2 separate regions of the Sus scrofa genome follow, and region 2 is linked to region 1. Evidence: chromatin contacts called from public Hi-C data. All regions are on one chromosome and are shown on one strand. Each heading gives the region's core, a stretch centred on a gene start, on an enhancer-like site or on the middle of the called end of the contact. The rest is flanking DNA. Distances are from core to core; before and after follow the strand shown.

Evidence for each region. A called contact is a pair of places that touch in the nucleus more often than the background predicts.
Region 2: a contact with region 1 is called in a Hi-C map of retroperitoneal adipose tissue, with 4 times the contacts expected there. The contact joins two enhancer-like sites. A contact is called at or near these places in 20 of 47 Hi-C or Micro-C datasets (alveolar macrophages, brain, embryonic fibroblasts and 13 more) and 2 of 2 datasets of contacts at active chromatin or transcription factors (alveolar macrophages and skeletal muscle).

What each region holds. Positions count from the first base shown.
Region 1 is chr14:89,544,357-89,549,374 of Sscrofa11.1, reverse strand. The region is part of intron 46 of WDFY4 (WD repeat- and FYVE domain-containing protein 4); the gene reads right to left. Among named protein-coding and RNA genes, the nearest start is that of LRRC18, 43 kb to the left of the region's middle. Within about 2 kb of position 2,159, at least 13 of the 83 cell types and tissues checked have an H3K27ac peak or open chromatin away from gene starts, as enhancers often do. A contact at or near this core is called in mesenteric adipose tissue, omental adipose tissue and retroperitoneal adipose tissue, where this site is marked.
Region 2 is chr14:90,052,346-90,056,962 of Sscrofa11.1, reverse strand. The region is part of intron 6 of ERCC6 (DNA excision repair protein ERCC-6); the gene reads left to right. Among named protein-coding and RNA genes, the nearest start is that of ERCC6, 21 kb to the left of the region's middle. Within about 2 kb of position 2,297, at least 8 of the 83 cell types and tissues checked have an H3K27ac peak or open chromatin away from gene starts, as enhancers often do. A contact at or near this core is called in mesenteric adipose tissue, omental adipose tissue and retroperitoneal adipose tissue, where this site is marked.

The DNA of each region.
Region 1 (5,018 bases), core at 910-3,409:
GTGTATTGAAACAATAAAGAGATTCTATTTTTCAAATGTCGATTTGGCAAATCTGAGGAGAAATATGACGCGTGGATCTCTCAGTGGCAGATGGATGGCAACTCATCTTCTCAGGGAGACAAGGAGCAGGGGCGCCCCCTGCCTGCCTGCAGGTGCCACTTCTGCAAGCCTGAGAAGAGCCCTGCCTCCAGCCTTTCTCTGCCAGCTCAGGGGAGACCAAATGCAAAAGATTTGAAACTGCATCAGTGTGATGAGAAAGGGATTACATGTCCTGAAGACTGTTCAAAGCACAGGGTGTTGCATAAGTTGCATTTACCAAGGATCTGCACTTTGGGGTCTGACTGAAGTTGGAGCACATTTCTAGCCAGGGCAGTTCTGTACATCATAAAACCCGGACTCGTGGGTCTCAGGCATTTATTTGAAAAGTTGGTAAGAATGAGAATCACCTGGATATCTTGTTAAAGTTCATATCCCAAGGCTGCATTCCCAGATGCTCTGATTTGGCGGATGCAGAGTGCACCCTGGAATCTGCATTTTCATAGGCAGCCCAGATGATTCTGATACAGACTATCTGAAGACCATACTTTGAGAAACTGAGATATGGACACCAGCGAAGCTATGGAAGATGATGTCTCATCTCATGCAGGCATGGTGCTATAACTCATTCATTTGCTCATGCTTTCTTTTAACAGACACGCCCAGCTGTTTAGTGTGCGCCCTGCGCAGGCACATGGGGAGATAAAGCACATCTTCCTGGTGCTCATGGTCCAACAGGAAAGGGAGAAAATCAATTGTTCTGGTGCATGAGATGGGGTTGTAGGGAGATGCAAGTGCTCTGGGAGCACAGAGAGAGTGCCTGGCCCAGACAGGGCGGGAGAGGGGGCAGAGGTGACCACAGAGCTGTAGGTTCCAAGGGGGTGAGCCAAGGCTGGGGTTAGGAGTTAAGAAGAGAAAAACAGAGGAGAAACATTCCAAGGCACAAAGTCTTCTTTTTTCTTTTTCTTTTTTTTTTTTTGCTTTTTTAGGGCTGCAAGTGAGGCACATGGAGGTTCCCGGGCTGGGGGTCCAATTGGAGCTATAGCTGCCAGTCTACACCACAGTCACAGCAATGCCAGATCCGAGCCATGTCTGCAACCTACACCACAGCCAGATCCTTGACCCACTGAGGGAGGCCTAGGATTAAACACACGTCCTCATGGATGCTCCTGAGTTACAACAGGAGCTTGTAGCACACTCAAGGCACAAAGTCTTGAGCCACCTGGACATGTTTAGAGACTATAAGAAGTTCTGTATTAGAGTAAGAGAGTAAGAAGTCTGAGGTGTGTGTATATGTGTGTGTGTGTGTGTACAAGTACATACACATGCACCCAAGTAAAGGTGACAGAGGCAAGTCCAGAGAAGCACAGGGCCGGCTCAGAAGTGGCCGTGCCCAAAGTACACCAAACAAAGCCTCAGAAGATGTTAGGTAGGGACAACACAGGCAGCTCTGCACTTTAGAAAGTCAGTCGTGGTGACTCACTAGGGCGGGGGCGTTACCGTGTGCAAAAGTTAACACACTTCTTCCCTTTCTACAAATGACCTCAGCTAAAAAATACCTAGGAAGAGCTTGCTGCTGCTCCCTGCTGTCCAGAGCAAATTTTCCTTTGAGCTGATTCCTTTCTACCAAGGTCAAACTAACATTTTATATGGAGCTTGTATGAAAAAAAAAAAAATGTTTAGCTTTTCATATAATTAAAAAGATCCGCAATGCAAAAACAGCTCTCCTGTGAGTTTTGACTCTCACTTCTGGAGCAGCTCCATGGAGGGGGTACAAGCAACCGTCCCCAACCACACAGTGGCTGACACAAGCCCACAGTTAACATGCATTAAATAAACCACTCCTCGTGTCAAACGGAGCTGTTTGCAGGGAAATGTGTTTGTGGTTCTGGGAATCATTAATCAATGACACAAAAGTGGCACAGAACAATTACTGTCCCAGGTAGCGCCGGAGGCAATCACAGCTCCGATGTTCGCACAAAGAAATGAGTTAGGCTTCTGCCATTCTGAGCTCCAGGTCTGCCTGCCTCCCCCGGAGGCTTCTGTCAGGGACAAGCCATCCAGAAGTCTGGAAGGAAGTTGCCCAAGAGTCTCCTGGGCTGTGTCTGGCAAAGGCCATAAAAGCCAGCTTCTGAGATGGCAGGGGAGGAGGAGCCAGGGCTTGTCAGGGGTCTCCTGAAGCCAGGACTCTTTATGTGCGGCCCCTTGAAGGCAAGTGCTCCGTGTGTCCTGAGTGTGAGCGCACACCCATCACACACACTCTGTGGAAAGACTTAGAAAGACACAGACTTAGAAGAAGCCCAAGGCCCAAGAGGTCTTATGGAGACATCTGAATTAGGGGAGTTGTCAGCTTACAACAATGCTTGCTACAAAATGTCTCAACACAGCCAAGAATAACCACCCGTCCTGCCTGCCCCCAACACACGCACACACACACACACACACACACACGTGCCCTAGGCACACTTGCCAAGTCTGCTTGAATGCATTCACAGTTCCAGGGTCAGTGCAGCAATCCTTCCTTCCTCGACTGCCTGCATCTGTCCTTGACAATGAGCATGGCAGACAAGCACTGAGGTTACAGAGGAGCTGGGGCTGAGGAACGTGCAAGCAGGCAGGTTGGCACATGCTTGGCACACTATGTCCCTGTGTGGTGAGGGACTTGGAGGCCTGACTGCCTGGGGCAGCATTAACCAGAACTTTTGCAAAGGAAGCAGAGGAGGATCTGGGGCCAAGAAGTCCCAGTCCCAGTGTACAAAGGGTGCTGAAGGATAGGGTGGTAGAGAGTTTATGTAACTTCCTGACATAATAGGTTGGGAGACAGGAGAAAGATGGGAAAGATTGGGATAAAACAGATCTGAGATGAAATCAGAGCAATTTCAGTTAGCAGCCCCATAGGCCCTGGTTTTGCCATCTTTAAGAGAGAAATGATAACAGCCCCCCTCACAGGGCTGTGGTGAGAATAGATGAAACGTATAAAAAGCACCCAAAGCAAGGGCTCCAGATGTCCAGCTATTGCCGTTTTTGCCAAGAGCAGCGATAAACAAAGGGCAGAACCAGGCTCTCCATCTAGTCTGAGCACTTGTCCCTATGCCAAGCTGCCCTCCTGGGCATGAATTGCTAGTATCTCCTTTCCCGGTGGTGGATTTGCAAGGCTGCCAGGCCCTGCTCAGCTGTAGCTCACCTGCTCCCGGAAGGGATCTCCCCCATGAACCAAGTACACCCAGGGCATGCCACCCCTCAGGCCAGGTCCCCAGGTGTGTGAGAGCAGACCCAGGTCACTGCTGTAGGCAGGCTGCCCAAACCCTGAACCCCTACTCCACTCTCCTGCACCCCTGGGGGGCTCCCTGTGGATGGCCCCCTGACACGGCTGGTCTCTAGTTTGGCAGATCTTTCCAGAGCATAAATAGTATGAGTCAGGAAAGGGAGAGACAAGGATGAATTCCAGCCTGTCCCCGCCTTTAGAGACATCACAGGAAAACTCAGAAATAATTACAGAGCCATGCGATAAGAGGGATGCTGGCAGCAGAGTGAGCAGAGTGATGTGGGCGGCCCAGGCTATGAGTGGGCTGTGGATAACACGCAAGCACGGGCTCACCCAGGAGGAGGCCTCCGGCTGAAAGAGAGCACTGAGCTGGTGGTTGCGGGGCTGTGGGGATCTGGCTGCTGGAGGTATGGACACTGGAGGGGGCCAGTTACGAGGGCCTACTCCCCAGTGAGCTCTGCAGTCCATAATGACACTGCTCACTCCTCCAGCCCATGGATATCCTTGAGTTTCCAGTCCTGCTTCCCTAAGCTCCTCCCTGCCTCATGCTTTAAATTCAGGGGCCTCACCACACACCAGTTCAGGCCCCAAACCCAGTAACTTCCCTCTTTCCCACAAAATGTTGTATTTTGCAGTGGGCATAGAGCCCTAGATGGGCTGCATCTTAGCAGGTCAGGTTTCTTGTGGATTCTACTCTGACCCTGTCTCATTCTCCACCCTCTCAGCAGGAAACAGACCCACTCAGACCTGAATTCTCCCATTTTTTCCAAGCTCTCTCCAAGCACAGCACTTGTCAGATGTCTGCAGTTCCTGGTCTCACAGGGTCCCAAGAGCATCCAGGAGTTCCAGCTGGGACCTGGTTTAAAGTAGGAGCACCTCCTCATTAGCACTGACAGCTCCTTCCCACTTCCTCAGAGCCATGGCCTAGGTACCAGGGTTCATAAACCTCTTCGTGGAGTGAGAGAACAAATCCTAAGGTACGATGAAAGAAGAACGATGGTCACAGAGATTATAGCAGATACAAGCCACCAAGAGCTCCCCTGCGCTGGGCATGGAGTTTGGGTCAAGGACACACAGTATAAGTGATGGAGGTAGGCCTGGGACCAGGTAAGAGCCCCATCCACCTTATCCTCTATGGCACTGGGCTAGACCTGCTTCTCCAGGGAACAGCTGTGTCTGGTTCCACTAACCCTGCACGAACTCAGGTTGAATCAGAAACAATCTCTCTGCAATTTACCATGAAGTCAGAGAAAACAAGCACACCCCAACAAAATGGATCAAAACAACTCACACAGAGAACAAACTGCCTTGCCCTTGCAGCTGTTCAGTCCCCCATTCCTGGGAGCTGACAGTCCTTTGGCCCCACCCTCCACTCCAGAGGTTCCCTCCTGGCAGGCAGGCAAGGGGACACCAAGCACTAAGTGGAAACAGGACAGCTCCTGCCTCGGCCCCTGCTGGGTTTCACATGCTCCTGTCTGCACAGCCTGGAGTCCCTGCCAACACAGCGAGACAGGTGTGGATTGACAGCTTCCCGTGTTTACTAAATATGCATTTACCTATATGAACATATTAATATATGTTCAAATTGTTATCAGCTGTTAGGACTCAGCAGCTGTGTATGATGAATATATATACAAACATATATAAATATATGCATATGTTACGTATGTAAGTCTTCATACTCACTTTTTAAACTTTCACACAGTAGATGTACACT
Region 2 (4,617 bases), core at 1,048-3,547, 510 kb before region 1:
CAGTGTTGAGTGACATGTGTCCCTGGTGAGTACATACTTAGCTCATCCAGTCCAGACAGCCCGGGCAGCCCAGAGTGGCCTAGAAGACCAAATGTTTCATTTGTGCACCTTTCCCTGCCAGGTCATCAGAGGTAGACAGTCCTGGTTCCCTCAGTGTCATTGATTCATTTCCTAGTTCAGATATGAGGTCAACCTCATTGCTTGTCTCTGCTCTCACTGCATGAATGTGCATCTCCATTCTAGGACTGGCCTCTAGGGCTTCTTGCAAGGAATTGGCTCTCTTTTAGGGGATGTGGGCATAAATAAGACCTAACCAGTGTGAAGGGAAGAATGAAATTGAACTGAAGTACATGGGGAAGATTTTGTGGAGGAGGTTCATCCCAGCACAGGGTTGGTATGTAGTTCAGATATGTTGAGGTGGACTTAGGATGCAGGTTAAAAACTCCCAAACTTCAAGTGCATCATTGAACAGGGAAATACCTACTTTGGAGGCACTTTGTTTCCTCAGGGGTCTCATTTGGATTCCCTTGGCTATTGGTATGGTGGCTGTGGTCTGCAGAGAGGTCTGGTTTCTGAGCTGTCCACTTTAGGACAGGGAGGGCACGAGCCCTCGCCTTGCCAGCCACCTCCTACCTTGGGCAGTGGTAATCTCTTCAGGGGATACTGCGGCCTTTGCCTGCCCTGGGAAGGAGTGCCAGTTCCTTGGTGATGTCTACCATGGCACGGGGTCAGCAGGGGGAAGTGGCAGCATTCATGCCAGCTGTTTGCCGACCTTGAGATACAACACAAAAAAATGTCACCAACTCTTGCCTATTTCCCCAGCAGCGGTGAGCACTGCTTGGGTCAGACTTGGAGGATAGGTCAGTGACACCCTAAGTGAGAGGATGCAATCCAAATAAGTGCTGTCTCCTGCTGGTATGACCAGGGTGAGTGTTTATAATTTGACTTAAACCCATACCCTGAAGCTCTTCCTTCTATTTCCATTTGCCAGTCATTGGTGTTTAAGTGCTAACCTAACAGCTGTATTTCCTTGGCAATGAGCATAGACTTTTATAAAGCAAAGACCCCCCAGGCCATAGGCTCATTCTGCCAAATCACTGGGAGTCCCACCATGGGGGTACTGCTACAAGAAGTGTACGTGGGGCTGCCAGGCGGTAATTTAAAAAGGCTTTCCCAGATGATTCTGATGTACTGTCAAGTTTGGGAACTACTTGTATAGAAGTTGATTTTTATATACCCTTTTCCTTTATGAGGCTATAGCTTTTAGCAGATTCAGTTTGTATGTGATTTTCCCTAAAATCCTCTTTTATGTACCCTGCACAAGTGTGTTTACGTAAGAGAGGGCCTGAGAAGGAACTTTGGGATCAGTTTATTCAGCTCAGTGCTGTATGTAATACACCATCTGGTTCTTATGAGAGTGTGTGCTTCAGAATCACCTGGGGGGCATCTCTGAGGCTCCGCCTGGAAGGGAAGGCACCATACTTGTGCTTTGACTGAGCTCCCACTAATTCTGAGATGAGGTTGGTGGCATTCTTCATCATCCTAGGAAACCTTGTTCCCATTTAGGAAACGGAGGAGGTTAGAATTGTTGGTAGGGGTGTTCAGGTTTGAGAATGTAAGCTCAGCTGTAGCCCAAAGTTAGCTTGGTATTGCTGCTGGAATAAATCAGTGCCCCCCCCCCCCCGCCCCACTCCAGTCCTCAGTCAGTGAAACACAGTAGACTTCAGAAACAGGCTCTTCAGTAGGTGGTGCCTCAGATTATCTGGCACTCGGGCCAAGCCCCTGAGATCACAGCTTGACATTGACTTGAGTTGGTACTTCCGAATAGTTTGAAGGCATTCCACACTGTAACCCCCACCTTTCATTTCTGAGAATTCCTTGGGTTAAAATAGCGAAACTATGATAATATTAAGATCATATTAAGATTAAACAATTACTCACACCTCTGGGGTTATTTTTTTGGTTATTTTTCTACATTTCATTCCAGTCTTTGATCCCCTGTGTATGTATCTTTCCATTGTTATAATTATAGTAGGCTGTACAGACCGTTTATCTTGGTCCTTTCCAGTTGATCAGCTGCCCATCATCTCCCTGTGTAAGAGCTGGGATTTGAAGTCAGGACAGGGTTGTGTAAATGTCAGTTTCCTGTCATTTATAGAATTGGGTAGAATGGGCAATATGTAGATATGGCCACAAGGTGGTGCCAAAAATCAGGACATAGCTGCTGCTACCTCCCTGGACTGGAAAACTAAATCCCAACTGAAGCCAACTGGATAATTTAGAGAGATTGGGGGTGAGTCTGGAAAACCTGACAAGTCTGGTGTGGATGGGAATAGAATTTGCCTCATGGTGTGGTGTAACTTGAATCTTAGTCATGAGGCCTGTTGATGCAACTCGTTTTTAGCACATTTTTGACCTTAGAAGCTTTTCTGTTTGTCTCATATTTTACTTTATTTAATGTGAATAACTCCGAGTTAAAAAGATTGGATGGGTCCATGTATTGTGTAAATTGTACAGAATATCTTTTAAGCCTCTGCAAGGCTTGATCATCTGGGAAAACAGTATTTTCCTTGCCCTCTCCCTTGAGCATTGAGGCTTCTGTGGCCAGGGGAGAGTTGGATCCTAATTTGGAGGGTCTGGCTGTATATATGCATCGTCAGTATTTTCATATGCTGAGAGGGGTCAAGCCAAGGGGTAAACATTGAAAAAAGTCTCTTGGATTTGGAAATTTGGTCCCAACCAGGGTGGCATCCATGGGGGATGGGAGAAGGTTGTATGAGAACAAAGAGAGCTGACACCGAGTGCTCACCACCTGGCGGTGCTTCACTTTGTGTGGGTCATTGGTTCAGGCTTTACACACCATAGGAGATAGGAACTAAAGCGAGAAAGCTGAAGTCAGCTGCCCAGGATAGCAGTAAGTGGAGAGGCCTGAGGAAGGGCAAGAGATCTGCTGATGGTTTGAGTTAAGACAGGGTGGTCTGTCAGCATGGACAGATGCAGTGGACTCAGAAGACCATGACCTCAGTGACTGATTCCTCCTGTCACTTGAGGGCACCAGTGCCACTTTCCTGTGGTCCCATGCCTTGCTTGAAATGCTGCTACAGGCCCTGTGTCCTCGAACCACACACCAGCTGCTCTGTCTCCATTCTGCTGTTCTCATGGAGCCTCTTTTCATCCTTTGCCTAGAGCCCTTCCCTTTGCACTGCTCTTGTCCCATGTTTATCCTGCAATTGGATCTTTGCATGGATTGAGGTCACACTTAGGCAAGGCCAGATTACTCTGTAGACCTTGATTTGTTTATACATTTTTTTAAAAAGACCCAGGTATCTCTAAAAAAAATCTGAATTTAATTAAAGTTTAGTCTAGATTTGATCCAGAAACCTAAATTATTTAAAGATTGTTCTTGTTATCAGTTTCTGGGAGTTAATTTCTTTCTCAAAAAATAAACCTGTGTTCTTTTTTTTTTTTTTTTTTTTTTTCTCTTCTAGGAATCTGTATTTTAAAGAGAGAAGAAAAAGTTAACTCCCTTAAGGAGTTTTCTTAGAGAGCATCTTGGCTTCTTTTAAATGATGAAGCTGAGACACAAATGGAGACTAATTCTGCTTCATGCTCTGCACACACCTCTCATCCTCAGCTCCAGTGCATAATTGTTTGCATCAGTCTTAATTTACTCAGTGAGATCTGGACTCCTAACTGAGGGTATTTCATCTGCTCAGATGTGCCAATTAAGTCTGCCCAGATAGACCATAAAAAGGCAGATAAGAAAAGTAAAACACCGAGTATCTCAATTTAGCAAATTAGACTAATCTGTAAGGGATTCTTGGCTGTCTGAAATAGAAAACCTATTGCACTACAGAAATGCAAACTATATTAAATACCCAGCTTGGTGCCTTGAATGTATTTTTAAAAATCAGATTGTACTCACTGTGCTTCTGTTGTAGAATTTCTTGCATGGATATTGCAGTAAGTGGAGCATGATCCCAAGATTTGAATTTCACCCTGTATTAAGAATGATTTAACTGTATGATGTGTGACTTTTCCCCTCATAGTCGCCATAGATCTCGGTGGCCCTTGTGATGTAAAAATGAAAACAGAGCAGTAAGGTCAGTTGTGAATTTCAAGCAGCAAAATATGTGACTTCCTTGAAATTTTCAGGAGGGTGTGTTCATTTTATCAATACATGATCTCAGGCTACTAAGATCCTATTGCAATTCCTATTAATAGGTATACTTTGCCTTTTGTGTGGATTGGTGTAGGCATTTGAGTATAGGCACACCTCCTTTTATTGTTTTGTTTAATCACATTTCACAGATACTGTGATTTTTAAAAATTGAAGCTTTCTGGCAACACTGCCTCAAGCAAGTCTGTCTTTGCCATTTTTCCCATAGCAGATGCTCACTTTGTATCTCGATCCTATTTGTAATTCTCACAATATTTCAAACATTTTCGTTATTACTATAATTGTTGTGGTGATCTGTGATTGGTGATCTTTGATGTTACTCTTGCAGAAAGATTATGACTCTCCGAAGCCTTAGGTAATGGTTAGCATTTTTTTTAGCCATAAAGTATTTTTTAATTAAGGTATGTACATTGCTTTTTAAAGACATAACATTGCAC